Regions from separate parts of the Mus musculus genome. Here region 2 is linked to region 1. The links are chromatin contacts, called in public Hi-C maps. All regions are on one chromosome and are shown on one strand. The core of a region is the stretch at or near the end of the contact, and the rest is flanking DNA. Distances in the headings are between cores, read along the strand shown.

What was found. Hi-C and Micro-C count contacts between places; a contact is called where the count stands out from the background.
Region 2: a Hi-C map of granulocyte-monocyte progenitors shows a contact between it and region 1, with 3 times the contacts expected there. The contact joins the promoter of Mr1 here to the enhancer-like site in region 1. A contact is called at or near these places in 15 of 39 promoter capture datasets (the 3T3-L1 cell line, the C10 cell line, cranial neural crest and 10 more), 17 of 484 Hi-C or Micro-C datasets (B cells, CD4 T cells, CD8 T cells and 7 more), 3 of 115 datasets of contacts at active chromatin or transcription factors (large pre-B cells, memory CD8 T cells and stem cell-derived neural progenitor cells) and 1 of 9 other capture datasets (liver).

The regions. Positions count from the first base shown.
Region 1 is chr1:154,792,257-154,797,173 of GRCm38.p6, forward strand. It overlaps a transcript of Cacna1e not described here. Among named protein-coding and RNA genes, the nearest start is that of Gm51649, 7.7 kb to the left of the region's middle. Within about 2 kb of position 2,310, at least 46 of the 459 cell types and tissues checked have an H3K27ac peak or open chromatin away from gene starts, as enhancers often do. A contact at or near this core is called in B cells, LSK cells, granulocyte-monocyte progenitors and 3 more, where this site is marked.
Region 2 is chr1:155,143,323-155,148,243 of GRCm38.p6, forward strand. It overlaps Mr1 (major histocompatibility complex, class I-related), which reads right to left and starts at 3,492. Exons shown (of 6, transcript NM_008209.5): 1 at 3,310-3,492. The coding sequence starts at 3,364.

The DNA.
Region 1 (4,917 bases), core at 1,060-3,559:
TGATGATGGAGCGGATACTGTTTCGTAGAGAGAGAGCTGTCTGTCAGTCCCTCCAACCAGTGAGGGAAGGTGAAGGTACGGGGAAGAGGGCACTATCCATGAAAGGGCCACTGGGGCAAAGGTGAGAGGGATCTGCCACCTTGGAGGAATATCAAGGACCGGAAGTAGCTATCGCAGAGGGCGGGGTGACTGGGACAGAGGGTTAGAGCCATGTCTCCTCTGGGGAAGACAGAGAGCAAGGGTTGCAAGCAGGAAAGAGATTATGCAGGTCCCCACAAGTCACAGAAAGGACTGTTGTATATGAGACAGGAAGTCACCATAGGGTTCTGAGCTGAGGGCTGCTCTAACACATGGCTGCAGACTCTCACAGAAACTCCATGCCTGTCTTCCCAACTCCTTTTTTAAATCTAAAGAGAGAGGGTAGGGGATGCTTAGCTATCTCAGAGGGAAAAAGTTCTAGCAACTAGGAATGGGAATAGGAAGGCTGGCTAAGAGGTGACCGGGCCAAGGCCCTTTGAACAAAGTACTTGCATGCTTTGTGCCCCAACTGTAAAAGCAGAAATAACAGTTCTTATGACTTTCTGTGCCCCACCCCCAAAGGTTCTCACATTGAGGGCTTGGTCCCAAGTGTAGCAGTGTTCAGAGGCACGGCTTTAGGTGGACACTGGATCTTGACAGCTCTGATCTCACAATGAATCAGTCCATTCCTAGATTCCTAGTGTAATTGTTTTGTGGAGAGGGGCCTATGTCACAAACATGAGCTTTTTCTCTTTGCTTCTTGACCACCAGGGAGTGATTGACTCTGCCATGAGCCTCCACCAGGATGTGTAGGCCCACAGCAGGCCTAGAAGCAACTAGACCTAGAGACCACAGACTAAAACCTCTGAAACCTAAGGTAAATTAAAAACCTGAGCTTCATCCTGTAAGGTGATGTCTCTCAGGGGTTTTATCACAATGGCACAAGATGACAGAATAGCAAGGACAGGTTTGTCCAACTGACACAAGAGTAAATAAACTCACATTCAGAAGAAGAGTGCCAGGTACCTAGTAACAACCACGAGCGTCCCTTTATTTACTTATTTACTTATTTATTTTGTTATCAGCAACCTTATTATTTCACTGATGAAAAAGTTGTAATTGTGATACATTTAATATTAAATTTACAACAGCGGAGGTTATGCATATACACATACACACACAAACACGTACATATGTATACACATACACAAGTACATACACATACATACACAGAGACACACAAACACACACATACACATATAAACACACATATATACACACAAACATACACATGCACACATAAAAACACACATATACACACAAACACATATACCTGTCCTTGAACAGAAATAAAATGTGTCTTGGAGCCAGGAGCTCATGGCAGAGCAGATAAAGGTGAGCAGATACATTTTTAAAAGGAGAGCCAAGGGGGACTGGCAAGAGCCAGGTGTTGGTGTGAAAAAGGAAGTGGCTTCAACATCTCTGGCCATAGTACCCAACAGGTCATAGGTACCATAGTCCCTAACTGGTCATAGGTACCACAGTCCCCAACAGGTCATAGGTGCCACAATACCCAACAGGTCATAGGTACCACAGTCCCTAACTGGTCTTAGGTACCACAGTACCCAACAGGTCACAGGTACCACAATATCCAACAGGTCATAGGTATAACAGTCCCTAACTGGTCATAGGTACCATAGTCCCCAACAGGTCATAGGTGCCATAGTCCCTAACAGGTCATAGGTACCACAGTACCCAACAGGTCATAGGTGCCACAATACCCAACAGGTCATAGGTACCACAGTCCCTAACTGGTCTTAGGTACCACAGTACCCAACAGGTCATAGGTGCCATAGTCCCTAACAGGTCATAGGTACCACAGTACCCAACAGGTCATAGGTGCCACAATACCCAACAGGTCATAGGTACCACAGTCCCCAACAGGTCACAGGTGCCTGTATCAGAGTACCCAACAGATCATAGGTACCATTTACTGAGAAAAGGAAAGCAGCAGGAAAGGTTGACCTGAGAGAAAAACACTTTTTTTGTGTGTTAGAAGTGTTAAGCTAAAGATGCCTAAGGACACACAATTGAAGGCGCTAAGAGGTGAGTAGGGTGTGTCTAAAATTAAGGGAAAATGCCATGGAGATACAAAGGTGTGAGTTACCAACATGTGATGGCATCTCGCTGGCTGGAGTTGAGTGAGAGCGCTAGGAAATAAACAGTGCTGGGAAGAGAACAGACGCTAGAGAGCTACTGCTCAGGGAAAGGGGAAGGGAACCAGGAAGAGAGGTGGTGGGCAGCAGCGAGGAAGTGGAGAATCATTGTGGTTTCACAACAACCATCGGGGGTGGGGCAGGAAGAGGCAGCAGTAAAATATTACGGCCACCACGCCTGCTGCTAGACATCCCTCAAAATGGGCACAGAAGACCATCTATCAAATTGTCAATGGGGGAACCAAGGTAACCCAGGAACAGGATGAAGGTCACGTTGAAATGACTTCAAAAGGAACTAGTGAGAACACGCATGGGAAACAGGAAGTAGACAAGAGGACTCGACTTCCTCTACCCAGGCATGAGACTCCCCCAAGAATCTTGAGGAACAGTCAGGCCCCAGTAACAGAAGGAAAAAGCTGGTTCTGGGGCAGATGCAGAGGTGAGCTGTAGAAGGGAGTCACACATGCCCCTCTGGTGACTGCTGTTTTCCCAGTGAAGAAGGAAGGCAGCTCCAGGCATGAGCTCGGGTGGGCTGAAGGAGATGGTGGGGTTTGAGAACGAAATGTTACCCCCAAGAGTGCGATAATGAATATGGAAGTACAATGTAATAAGACGTTTGCCGGGAGTGGTGGCATATACCTTTAATCCCAGCACTCAGGAGGCAGAGGCAGGCGGATTTCTGAGTTCGAGGCCAGCCTGGTCTACAAAGTGAGCTCCAGGACAGCCAAGGCTATACAGAGAAACACTGTCTCGAAAAGAAAAAAAAAAGACTTCTGAGCAAATTGAAAGAGTGACTTGAGGCGGTAGTTGTGTTTCTGACCACAGTCAGTATGGCTGGTAGGGGTTTTCATAGAAATGTTCAGATATGTGAGCGCATGTGGACATGCCAAGTAGGATAAAGGCGGAGTTGGAGATCTGGGAGACCAGCCTGTTGAAGCAACAAAGGAGCAACACAGTGGAGGCCGAATCCTAGGGAGGGATCGTGGTGATGGTGACGCTTCAGTGAACACGGACCAACCCTAACCAGCTAGACTAGACACCAACGTGGGAAGCATCAAGCATCCTCTACCTTGGCTAACCCCTGATTCATGAGGGTAGCAAAAAAGTTTTGATGCAGATGCAGTGAGACTGTGGTAGTTCAAATATGCTTGGCCTCATGGGAAATGGCTCTGTCAGGAGGTGTGGCCTTGTTGGAGTGGGTGTGGCCTTGTTGGAGGAAGTGAGCCACTGTATAGGTGGGCTTTCAAGGAGCCTAGTGCTCAAGCTCCACCCAATGTGGAAAAGAGCTTCCTCCTGGCTGACTTCAGTTCAAGATGAAAAACTCTTGGCTCCTCGAGCACCAAGTCAGCCTGTATGCTGCCATGTTTCCCACCATAACAATAATGGACTGAATCTCTGAGACTGTAAGCCAGCCCCAATTATATGTTTGCCTTTATAAGAGTTGCCTCGGTCATGGCCCTGGTGTCTCTTCACGGCAATGAAACCCTAACTAGGACAGAAATGGAAGAGTCTAAGGAACTGAGCCCTAAAAGGGGGTCACTAGAAAGAGAGGAGAGGAGATGGCAATCAGATGCCAAGAGGCTTGAAACTGAAATGGAGGAGCTGTGAAGTTATGACAAAGATGGAAACTATGAAAGTGAGATACAATGGGGCAAAGAACCAAAGGACCAAGAGCCCAGCACACACAGCAAGACACATCTGAGGACACAAGTGTCACTCGGAACTGCTAGCATGTGAAGAAGAAGGTACTGAAGATACCAGTGAAGAAGCTAAAGTATCCCTGGAACAAAAGGACTAACTGGGTCCCAGTAGGTGACTGCAATCAGGAAGAGCAGATAGGGCATAATGACGTGTGGGTGGTGTATACCTGTAATTCTCATACTCAAGGGGCAGAGGCAGGAGGATGGAGAACTCAAGGCCAGCCTGGGCTACCTAACAAGGTCCTGGGTAAAAAGAACTAGAGGGAAGAGAGGGGATGGAGTGGGAAAGGAGGCAGGAAAAAGAGGAAAGGGAAGGGAAAGTTAGAAGATATTTTTGATGTTGCAATATAAGGTCTAAACCAGTGGTTCTCAACTGTGGGTTGTGACCCCTTTCGTGGGCAGGAGGGGGGTTGCCTAAGTCCATCAGAAATCACAGAGATTTACATTCCTGTTCATAACAGTAGCAAAATTACAGTTACAAAATAGCAACAAAAATAATTTCATGTCCACCACACCAGAAGAACTAACTGTATTAGGTCACAGTGTTAAGGTTGAGAGCTGTTGCTTTAGACAGTGCCAGTATTTGGGGTTGGAGCGTTTGATGGGAGTCAGAAGCACCTGAAGCCATCCGAGAGAGAATCTCTGGGGATAGGGTAGAGAGTTGGAATGGTCATAGACATAGGGGTCTCCAGCAGGTGGCAGCAGTGAGTGCTGGGAACAGGTATGGGTGGGCTAACATCACTGACTCTAGCATTTGCTATTTCTCACTGACCAGCTCTAACCAGACTTCTAACTCTGTCCCCTACTGAGGTATGGTGTTTGGCTCCCAGCACACCTTCCTTTTGAAAGCAGTACTGTTCTGGCTGCTTTGCCTTCTACCTCTGCAGTCAACTCTCCTCACCTCCCTTGTGGGCTCCTCCTCCAATGCTACCTTCCTAAAGACTAACATGTCCCCAGTACCAGGTCACTGATGTGTCTTCCCT
Region 2 (4,921 bases), core at 2,242-4,741, 350 kb after region 1:
TCCCTGGTTAAAAGAAAAATCTGGGCTGGAGAGATGGATCAGTGGTTAAGAGCAATGACTGCTTTTCCAGAGGTCCTCAATTCAATTCCCAGCAACCACAGGGTGGCTCACAACCATTTGTAATGGGATCTGACACCCTCTTCTGGTGTGTCTGAAGATAGCTACAGTGTACTCACGTATATAAAATAAATAAAATATTTTTAAAAATCTATTTATCAGAATTAGATACATTCAATATCAACTATGAAGAAAGAGAGTTTTAGGGGGATGAAATATTGTCTTGGAGAAATTTCTTTTCCATGAACCTAACAGCAACATGGAAACAGACTGAAATCTAATTGCCCTATTTTCTCATGCCAACTCTTTGAACTCAAGGTTCTCTCTCTCTCTCTCTCCCCCTCCCTCCCTCCCTCCGTCCCTCCCTCCCTCCCTCTCCCCTTACCCCTCCCTACTCCTCTCCTCTCCCTCCACCCCACCCCCCACCCCGCTCTTTGGTTGGTTTTATTTTTGAGACAAGGTTTCTCTGTGCAGCTCTAGATGTCCTGGAACCCACTCTGTAGACCAGGGTGGTGTCGAACTCAGAAATTAGCCGGCCTCTGCCTCCCAAGTGCTGGGATTAAAGGCTTGTACCACCCTGGCTTGGCTCAAGGTTATTTCTAAGCAGATAATCTACAAGTACATCTTCTAACACTAACACAACTGGTTTGTCCATGATCAGTCCTAATCTCTGAAGCATCATTCATAAAGTAGATTGATGTAGCGGGCTGACTCATCTATTAAATTATGAATAACATCAAGAGACTAACTTTAACTATATCAAGATGAAACACACAAAGTATATAGAGCTATGCAAGGGAAATCTCATGTAGGATGTCCCATGTTACAGAGACATGCAGCATCACTTCAGCTTCACACCAGCTGAAATGAAGAGCAAGGAGCACAAAGCACCAATTTTTACATCAGTTCTGCAACTACAGTAGATCAGAGTTTGACATTTGAATTCATTATTGTTGTCCAAGCTTGCTATACTTCCTAGTCAGGTGACTTCAATGTCTTAGGAACATTACTTTGACACATAAAGTCTTTTAGGAAGCATTGAAGTGTCTGTTGGGAACAAGGTCACAAAACCAAGAGGAAAATGGAGCTGTCTCTTCCCACCAGTGAAAAGAGCAGCTAAGGGAAGATTTTGGGAAATGAGAAACCATGAAGAGGAAACGTGGGAACTCAAAGGAAGGAACAGACACAATCACCCGTGGGCTATGCTGCTGCTGAGAGCGACGTGCTGGACGTAATGTGAGAATTATCTTAACATTTCCTGGAGTTACGTCTCAAACACTCTGGTTTCTCTTCCCCGTGTCTGCTATCCACCTATGGTGCAAAAGTATCTATTTATGGGTAACACTGGAGACAAACATCATGTAGGCCTTTAGTTATTTCCCATAAATCTGAAATCCCTTCCCTGTCATTTTCCTCAAAGTTCATTTAGTGAGAACCATGGGAGGAAACAACCCTTACCAAAAAGGTCCCATGGAGAGACCATAAGGAAGTAACTATAATAAACCATGTTCACCCCTAAGATTACAGGGAAATGGGCAGCTAATAAGAATTGCTAAAGCCCAGCGGAAGCTAAAACTCTAAAGAAGAGGGATTTTCAGACAAAAGGAAAAACAACCTACACTGCAGAGAGCTACAGATAGCTACTGCCAGAGACTTCTAGAAAGAAGGAAGGAGGCAAGAAAAGCAAACTTCAATCTCTCTTTTCTCCTTGTTCTCTTCTCTTTTCCTAGCATTTCCTACCAAGTGAACCAACACAGAAGCTAGGACTGGGTGATGCAGTCTGTAGCCCTCGGCTTCTAGAACACAAAGCAACACAGCAGGAACACATCTAAGAGTCAGAGGAAAACAACCAGCATAGTGCAGCACCCCATCCTATAACTACCCACAAATTATCTATGTACGGGGTACTCGGAAGTTCAGCAGTATCACAGAAAGGCCTGGGCTAAAGGCAGAAGACCTGTGTTCACTTGTGATCACTGTGCCAGAGGGTTCTGCAATCTCCGTAAGCCAGAGAAACATCTAACCTGATCTTTATTGTTCTCTCTTCCTTCCTTCCTTCCTTCCTTCCTTCCTTCCTTCCTTCCTTCCTTCCTTCCTTCCTTCCTTCCTTCCTTCCTTCCTCCCTTCCTCCCTCCCTCCCTCCTTCCCTCCCTCCCTCCTTCCCTTCCTCTCTTTCTCGATCTCTTTCTTTCTTTCGACACTCAAACTGGCCTCAAACTCACCATTCCCCCCTAAGCCTTTAGAGTAGCTAGGACTGTAAGTTTGCATCACCATATCCATATCCAGTTGTTACATTCCTCCAATCAGCTGACACGTAGCAAGCTATCAATCAATACTTGTAGAACTAACACAGACACGATTTGAAAGAGTTCCTTCCTGGCATGAACATTAGTCAGCAGCTTGGGTGGCCTGATCGGAGTTCTGCAATTCTCCTGTGAACCTTTAAAAGCACTAACAGCCAGCTGGAAAGCAGTTGCTTAGGGTAGAGAAGGCTAGCACTTCCTGTCACACGGACTCTCCTGTGTTGGTGGCAACACAGGGCTCTTGATCCCTTAGAGACACAAGCTCCCTAAACTACGATGTTTATTCTAATTTTCACTTATTTTTACGTACTCTGGTGTTTTGCCTGCATGGATGTCTATGTGAAGATGTCAGATCCCCTGGAACTGGAATTACAGACAGTTGTGAGCTGCCCCGTGGGTTCCAGGAATTGAACTGGTGCACTCTGGAAGAACAGCCATTGCTCTTAACCGCTGAGACATCTCTCCAGCCCCAGAACTTTGTTTTAAATCCATGAATATTTCCTACACCTAGTAAACGAGCTCAGAGCCATGGCTTTATCTTTCATGCATCTTTTGTTACAGGATGTCCTTGTCCTGAGGAGGAAAAATTATCTATTGGCCTGAACGATGGACAGATTGGGTGGTTCAACTCCCCTGAAACTCTCCCTACACGCAGGTTCATTGTTAGAAAAGAAAAGAAGAGAAACAGAAGGGAAAGTAAGGGTATAGCAGAAAAGTGGGGACATAGCTCTCAGAGGAAAAGTGAGGCAGTCTTTCTGGGCAGGCTGGCATCCATGCACACACATCTGAACAGCAGGCCAGTTGGTCCATCACCCTTCAAGTCTTGGGTACAAAGGACCTGTGGGTTTGTCTCTGGCTTTTTTATAGTTTGCACCACAAGTTTAGAAAGCAAAGCCGTCGTTATGCTTCAGCATTGCATTTGGAAGCAAAGAGCACTCAGGATACTTACGAGTATGGCTTCGCTTCACCAAGAATACAGCGAGCAGAGGTAACAGGAGCATCATCAACCCGTGCTGAAGTCCTTTGCTTTTCCGATTTTTTTTTTTAACCTCAGACAGTGACAGACCCCTGATGAATCTTTTGAGAACTTGTACTCTACCGACTTACTTACACTTGGTAACTGAGCACTGTGGGGTGGGACAGGGGGAAGCATTCTCCAGTAAGAACTGGTAAATATATCTGGTGTCATTAGTTGCTAGGTAGAATAGAGACTTACAAAAATGAAAGCAATAAACATTAACCCCTTGTGGGTTTCAGACTCAGCTTGCTCCTGTCTTCTCTTCATCCAGTTCCCAACTGTAGCTCAATTACATGAAAGGTATAGGGAAGCAAAAATTAATGACATGGGTAATTTATTGCCTTTGGTTCTTTCTTGGAGTTTAGATTTTTAACCAAGGGACAAAGGAAATTGCACCCTGGGTTCTAAGATTTGGAACTCCCTGCTCAGTATGATTTTCCCATCCGTCTCAGATAGCATGTACCATTTAGAATGCCCTGTAATTTTTTTATTTATATCTGTCTTTCCTGTATTTTTTTTTTTTACCTAGAACAATAGACCCCAAACATCCCTGTTGAATCATGAAAAGAAAAGGCCTATGGGAGACTCTGAGGGGTCGCCACTCATCTTTCAAGGAAAGCAATCTCCAACCTATGGTCACATTGTTGTTAGAAGCACATGACAAGTTAGGAAACAGCAGCTGAGGCTGTTCAGGGAGCTGGGGAACAGGTCTAGACAGGAAAGAGGAAGTACAGGATAGAGAGAAGAATGGGGAAAAGGCAGGCTTTGGCTTGGGGTCAGGCACCATGCTTGATTTGACATGGTCAAATCTCTTTGACATGGGGCAGAATCACAGACTGCACCATGGCTGGACAGCTTCCCCTTTAAAAGAAATCTGTGTATTCCACAGGACTGTTGACTCAGTGAGGTTGTTTATTACGCAGGAAGAGGGGATAGGAGAATCAAACCCCTGGTTTCCTTCAGAGGTGAGTTGAGTGATGGCCCACTCTAAAAGCTCAGAACCCGTGAATACAACACACTTTATATGGCATAAGGGACTTTGCAGGTCCCGTTGATTTAAAGACGCAGAGATGGAGAGATGATCCTGGACCTGGCAGAACCAATCTAATCACGAGGGTCCCTATTTCAGGAAGGCAGAGGGTCAGAATCTGGGAAGGGTCTGTGACAGCAGATGCATTACTGAAGAGGGCATGAGCTAAGGAGTGCAGGAGGCCCCTGGACCTGGAATGAGAAGGTTACAGACCATACCCCAGAACCTCTAGAAAGAATGCATGTGTCAAAAGCTGGGTTTTTGTTTGTTTGTTTGTTTTGTTTTTGTTGTTGGTGGTGTTTTGTTTAGTCTTGTTTTGTTTTTTCACCATAAGACCTGTCTTCAGAACTGTGGCCTCCTAAATGATTGGAGAGAAAATATATATTGTTTGCAGCCACCTAATTTTTGCTTTCTATGAGAGTGGAAAACGTAGGCATGTCTTCCTTTCCCCACAAAAAGCTAAAAGAAATTATTTGATGGCCTCTTTTCAGATGCTTGCATCTCTTTTTTCCT